Regions from separate parts of the Mus musculus genome. Here region 2 is linked to region 1. The links are chromatin contacts, called in public HiChIP or PLAC-seq maps. All regions are on one chromosome and are shown on one strand. The core of a region is the stretch at or near the end of the contact, and the rest is flanking DNA. Distances in the headings are between cores, read along the strand shown.

Region 1 (2,968 bases), core at 135-2,634:
CTAATTTTTGCTAACTCTTCTTTCTGACTGGTGCCTTATTGTATGCATCATTGTAGGTGGCTTCACACCTATTCTGTTCTTCAGTGAGCAGTGCTGATTTTTCAGGAAGATCATTTTATGTTATTTCTACACATGAGGCAACAGGCACTTTATTAACCTGAAAAGAGTTTGGCTTCCTGTCTTGCCAGCATGACTACTCTTTAGACACTGGGAAGAGACACTGCCAGACAGAGGTTGCTACATGAAAGGGTCAATGGCCTGAACCACAGTAGCCCTGGCTTTGTGCTCAGAGGCAGTTCTCGGGTCACATGCACAGCTGGATAGCTTCATTTCACTTAGCTAAAGAGACTGAGACAAGAGACTGGGCAAGCTGAAATATATCATAATTGAGGATCAAAATTCCAAAGAGTATGGAGAAAAACAGGGAAGAACTCTGCTAAAGTGTTCTTAAAGTGAAACCAAGTGTAACTTCACAAAACCAGGCAGAAGAAAGGAGAAGGGGAAGTGGATATTTGGAGGAGGAGAAGAAGTGAGCTGAGCAGCCCAGAGCTCTCACAAGGTGGGGGCATGATTGGGCCTTGCAGCCTAAGGCCAGAGTCCTTGGTGGTCCTTTGGGGAAACAGTGGAGAGACCAGAGTTGCCAGAAGGGAGTAAAATGTGAGACATCGCTTCAGTGGAAGCTATTCCAGACAACTGAAGAGCGAGCAAAGCCTCGATAACAGGACTCAAAGAGATCAACCGACTCCTATGTACATCTGATGCGGAGGAATGTGAAGCTTAGAGCTCTTTAAAGGGAGATATCAAAGTCGGAATTCTTCACATTAGAAAATCACAGTGCCTACTAAGATTATATATTACTAGAATCTTTTGTAGTGCCTACAAAAGTTTATTAGTCATATGAAGGAGCAGGAAAATGCTGACCCATGAATGATTAAGAGAAAAACCAACCAGAAGAAACAGACCTACAGATGATAGAGGTGAGATATAAATTTTTAAATAAGAGGGACAAAACCTGTCAGTAAAGAGTCTAGATTTAAACCCGGGTCTCCAGACACTTCATATAGCCCTCCTTCCTTTGCTAGTGTCCATCTGCCCTGTATACTTGTGAAAATGTATAGTTTTGCCACACGCCCCCTCCCCATACACCTTTCCTGTGCTACCACTGTGCATATGGGAAAGAACACCCAAGAAGCCTGCAGAAGCAGCTGCAGACCTGAAACCCATGCCAGCCATCTTAAAAATCTTAAACAGTGCTGTAACTGAGCTTTCTTGTACTTTGCCTTCCCCCACTGAAACTTACTGGAATTGTCAAGGGCCACGCCTTGGTGATATCTGTAGCCAGAGGGCCTCTGCTCCTTAGGGGTCATGGCTTCTGGGAGCATGGGCTAACTCATGTGTAAACTGTGAGAATGTGCACCAGGAAACCAAGCCTCCTGCTTCAGGTCCAAGCTGACTAAAGACTTATGCAAGGGTTGACGCTGAAGGCAACAAGGTACAAGCCCCACTCCCTTGCTGGGGCGGTGGTGGGAACAAGATGGGGTGGGGGCATGTTTTCATATGTGTGCTGCCTACAAGAGTGTCAGAGAGAATGGTGTAAGAAGTCTAGACCTAGGGTCACTTCCCAAGCTGGGGGCACAGTTTTCCTCTCTGCAATTCCCTAGGCACATTGTTACCAAAGCAAATATCAAAGCCCTGCAATTTGCTAATTATAGGCGGGATCCTGGGCTTGTGGGCCCAATTAACCACTTGTTCCTCATTTTCTGTGTGTGACCCGTCCTCTGCACCCACAATTAGCCACTTGTCTTTTAACTGCCTCATGAGCTGGCTGACTCACCTCTAATTCACTCCACCTATCACCTCCGGATGGCCTTTGGTGTCTCTCTGCCTTCCAGGTTACCCCACTCAGCTTCATGGGGTCTCATCACAGACAAGTGTCAGCTCTCCCAGGGGAGGGAACTAGGAGATTTCCTGCATTTACTCCTTGTCTCTGCTCTCTGTCTGTGAAGCCGGAAGCGGCTCCTGTTGGTCTGGGCATCTTGCTTGGCTCCCCAAGGATGCACAGGAGGCTGCGGCCTCACCACATCAGCCTCTGCTCCCAGACAGTCTCTATAGAAGAGGAAGGGAAACTATGGCTTCTCTGGAGCCCTCTGCTGCTAAGCTCCTGACCAATGTTTCCTCAAATCCCTGCTTGGTGCAGCCAGCTAGAGCTAAGTCCAGCAAGAGTCAATGCCAGGCCAGAAGCTGCCAGGATAGATCTCCAAAAAGTCACAAGTTGGAAGAAAACCATCATGACCTCCGCTTAGCAAACTCGTCAGCAAGCAGAGGGTCCCCACCCGACTTCAGATGGGTGATTAAGTCAATGACTCCCACTTTTCTTTCATATCACTGATACCTTAGAGACCCCGGGGAAAGTTCCAGAACTTCTCTTACAAGAAATGCTTAGGTTCATCCAGGCCTGAGGGGGTACCTCTGTAATCAATCTACAATCCTGGTTACTCTGGAGGCTGAGACAGGAAGATCACAAAAGCTTGCATGGGCTAGAGAGAGGATTCAAGGTCAATGTGAGCAACTTAGCAAGATCCTGGCTCAAAAATAACAGTGTAAAAAAAAAAAAGGACGGAAGATCCATTTTAGTGGTAGAGCACTTGCTAGGATGTGTGAGACCCTATATGCAACCCCAATACAGCAAGAAGAAGGGAGAGGGGGACGGTAAAAAGAGAGTCTTAAATTCATAATTCATTCACTTGTTTGCTTAATCATTCAGTAAATAGTTCAGTGGCCTGTGTGCTAGCTAGGCTTTGTTGAGGAAAACCAGGGAAACTGAAGTGCACAAAGGTGACAAACTTTCCCCATTCTTGGAGAGCTTCCATTGAAACCAGAAAAAAAAAAAATAGGCGGTCAATAATAAACGACTAAAATGCACAACTCGGTAGAAAGTAAGTACTGCGGAAAAAAATGAAAAACAAGA
Region 2 (2,968 bases), core at 333-2,832, 510 kb after region 1:
AGTTACAGGTGATTATGAGCTGCCAGATGTGGGTGCTGGGACTTGAACTCAGGTCCTCTGGAAGAGCAATATATGCTCTCAATGGCTGAGCCCTCTCTCCAACCCCATCACTGAAGTTTTTTTTTTAGGAAAATGACATTGACAATTTGCTACGAGATCCCTCTGGTGGCAACAGGGTGGACTGGAGCTGGACAGGAAGACTGGAGATCCGTTAGACTGTGGCTGAGGCAAAGGCTCATGGGTAGCGGAAGCACCACGTGCCTCTGAGCTTCGCTTCGCTAGTGTGGTCTGCAGAGCTGCAGCCTGGGTGACACCTTGAGTGTGTCAGAGACACAGACGCTCGTGTGTATGTGTGAGCCTCACCCTGACTCCTGTAAGAAGACAGGAGATTCTCAGTAAGTGCTTTAAAACCTGGCCCACGTTGGTATGGCTCCCTGGGCTTGTCATTTGTTCCTAATCATGGATCCTTCTAAGAATCAGAGGAAAGGCAAATGTGCATATGTGTACATAGTAAAATTGGAGAGGATCTATAGAACAGCATCAGGGTTTTCTCTTCTCACGACTGGGTCTGAAGAAATCTCTAACTCTTCGCAGTTTAGATGGGGGAGGGAGGGTAAGGAGTTGGTGCTTCAAAAAATTTTAGGCCTGAAATACAGGTTGTTGTTTTAGGTGTCTGTAGAGAGCCCAGGCAAGGCTCCATCACACGCAGCCTTTGCTGTGAGGGGGGCAGACTCTGTTCCCATACTGCCCTCAACCCCGGCATTGTTCTCCAAACCTCTGGTGATCTGAGCAGATACCCTAGAGAGACAAAACGGGGCCCACCCTGGCTTCCTTGGGCAGGACAGGGCCTGGCTGTATGTTTTTCTTTAGTTTCAGAAAAGCCAAAATTAGCCTCTCTGTTGTTTCTTTTCTCAGGAGCCTCTAAATTGTATCTCAGGAAAGGATTATTGTGCTCTGGGGACCCTATCTTATCGTGGGGTGTGGCGGTGGCAGGGGGTGGGAGTGGGGGATGGGTAAGAGGGAAATGGTCTTTGACAAATTGGTTCACTTTGGACAATCACATGACTTCCCACCACATCATGCCCACCCCAGCTTCGGTAAGGCTATTGTGTCAATTCCCAAATATTCAGCCAAGTGGGAGGCCTAAGAAAGTCCGGGAGAAACGAGATCTAAAACACAACCATGTGGATGAAGCCCTTTGCTTTCTCTGTCAGGGGTGACACCAGGGAGGCCCTGGCTCTGGGACTTGTACACTGGCTTGAAGGACTGCACACACAGCTGTGGCAAGCCAACTGTTAGGGGCAGTCACCACCTCCTCTTGAGAAGAACAGTTCTGTCTGAGGTGTGGGCTCTGGAGGCTGGAGCATTGGAGCCAAGTGTGTGTCTCAACATAGGCTGGGGTCCCTTGCTGACCCCTTCTGAGGAGATATGAAACTATTCTCGTGGCAAAAACTGCTCAGAAGACAAAACTCACGTGTGGTCAGCCAGGGAACAAAATGTGAGCTGTTTCACACAAAGAATTTAAGGCACGGCCAGGCGTTTGTTTGCCCTTACGCAATCTTCAAAGACTCCTGGGTCTGGTGAGAGCGAGCGAGCGAGCGAGCGCGAGCGTGAGTTCCCACTGACCTCACTCAGCCTTGCTCAGCTTGGGGACATTGGAGGGGGGGCGCGGACAAGGCTGGGGATGGGCAGCCACACGTGAGAACGAGCGTTATCGACGGGGAACACTTTTTCCTCGTGCTCATTCGGTCATCTGTCTGATATGTCTGTGGGTGGAGGTGGGCAGGAGGGAAGGGAGTGTCCAGAAAAGAGCCATGAGGTCATCGGTGCACCGGGCTTCCCTCGCTGACCAATTGTCTTCCTGACGTGGATTCCCAGGGGCTGTACCTCCGCTCCCACACTTGCTAGGATTCCCGATTTGGATCTACACATTTTCTTCCATCTCAAACTATGACCCGACAGCCAGACAGGCAATATATTGTTTGTCAAGACATCTGAGATTTATCTGAAAGCTGCAGCTTGTTTTCAGCTTTGCCGACAGCTTGGATGCATTGGACCCTATCTGAGAGCTATTCCTGCTGCATAACCCCCTAGCTAGGCACCACCATATAGGCAGCCCTCCACCTCCTTGCCCAAGCCCTATCTACTGTTCTGTGACATCTTACTAGGATTTGGGGTTCCTCCCCATCCCCCCCCGCCCCATATCACTGAATCAGTATTACTAGTGAGACGCCTAGACCTTGAGAATCTGTTGTGAGCATGACACCTTCAGAGAGTCTGCAGTGTGTGTGTGTGTGTGTGTGTGTGTGTGTGTGTGTGTGTGTAGGTAGGTAATATGAAAACTGACTTAGCTCCAGTCTTTGGTTCATGAATAGTTCCACTGTGGACTACAGTGTAGAAGTGTGCAGCCGCAAATGAGTTAAGTACCCAACCTCCCTTCTCTACAGACATCCTTCAATAACCAATGAGGCTCAACCCTCCTGACACACTGGTCCTTTTTCCTGGCTGCATAGAGGAATTTGCTGGGTTTTGAACAACAGCCCATCATGTGGTTTCCAGGCAGAGATTAGGCATGTGGGAGATTTTCTCCTACCTTACAGAAAGAAGCAAGCACCTGCCCTGGAGTCCCAGATATCGGCTTCCTCAGGAGTACAGGTGTTGGTAGTCTTAAAGGGGTACCCCCTTTGAACAGTAGTTTTCAGCCCATGTGTCTTGACTTCTGGAGGAGGGGGTGTCAGACAACCAACCCTTTCACAGGGGTTGCCTAAAACCACTGGAAAACACGATTCATAACGGTAGCAAAATTACAGTTATGAAGTAACAAGGGAAATAATTTTATGCCTGGGATCACCACGACATAAGGGACTGCATTAAAGGGTCACAGCATTAGCGTGGCTGAGAACCACTGATCTAGAAGCTTAATAGGAACCACTAAGTACAGTCTTCTGGGCAGACGTCGGGCTTACAG

What was found. HiChIP or PLAC-seq counts read pairs in DNA pulled down with a chosen protein or histone mark.
Region 2: a contact with region 1 is called in an H3K27ac HiChIP or PLAC-seq map of extraembryonic endoderm stem cells. The contact joins two enhancer-like sites. A contact is called at or near these places in 3 of 115 datasets of contacts at active chromatin or transcription factors (embryonic stem cells, extraembryonic endoderm stem cells and pancreatic cancer cells).

What each region holds. Positions count from the first base shown.
Region 1 is chr16:29,989,232-29,992,199 of GRCm38.p6, forward strand. No RefSeq gene overlaps it. Among named protein-coding and RNA genes, the nearest start is that of Gm1968, 12 kb to the left of the region's middle. Within about 2 kb of position 1,385, at least 34 of the 459 cell types and tissues checked have an H3K27ac peak or open chromatin away from gene starts, as enhancers often do. A contact at or near this core is called in extraembryonic endoderm stem cells, where this site is marked.
Region 2 is chr16:30,501,024-30,503,991 of GRCm38.p6, forward strand. No RefSeq gene overlaps it. Among named protein-coding and RNA genes, the nearest start is that of Gm52252, 18 kb to the right of the region's middle. Within about 2 kb of position 1,583, at least 126 of the 459 cell types and tissues checked have an H3K27ac peak or open chromatin away from gene starts, as enhancers often do. A contact at or near this core is called in extraembryonic endoderm stem cells, where this site is marked.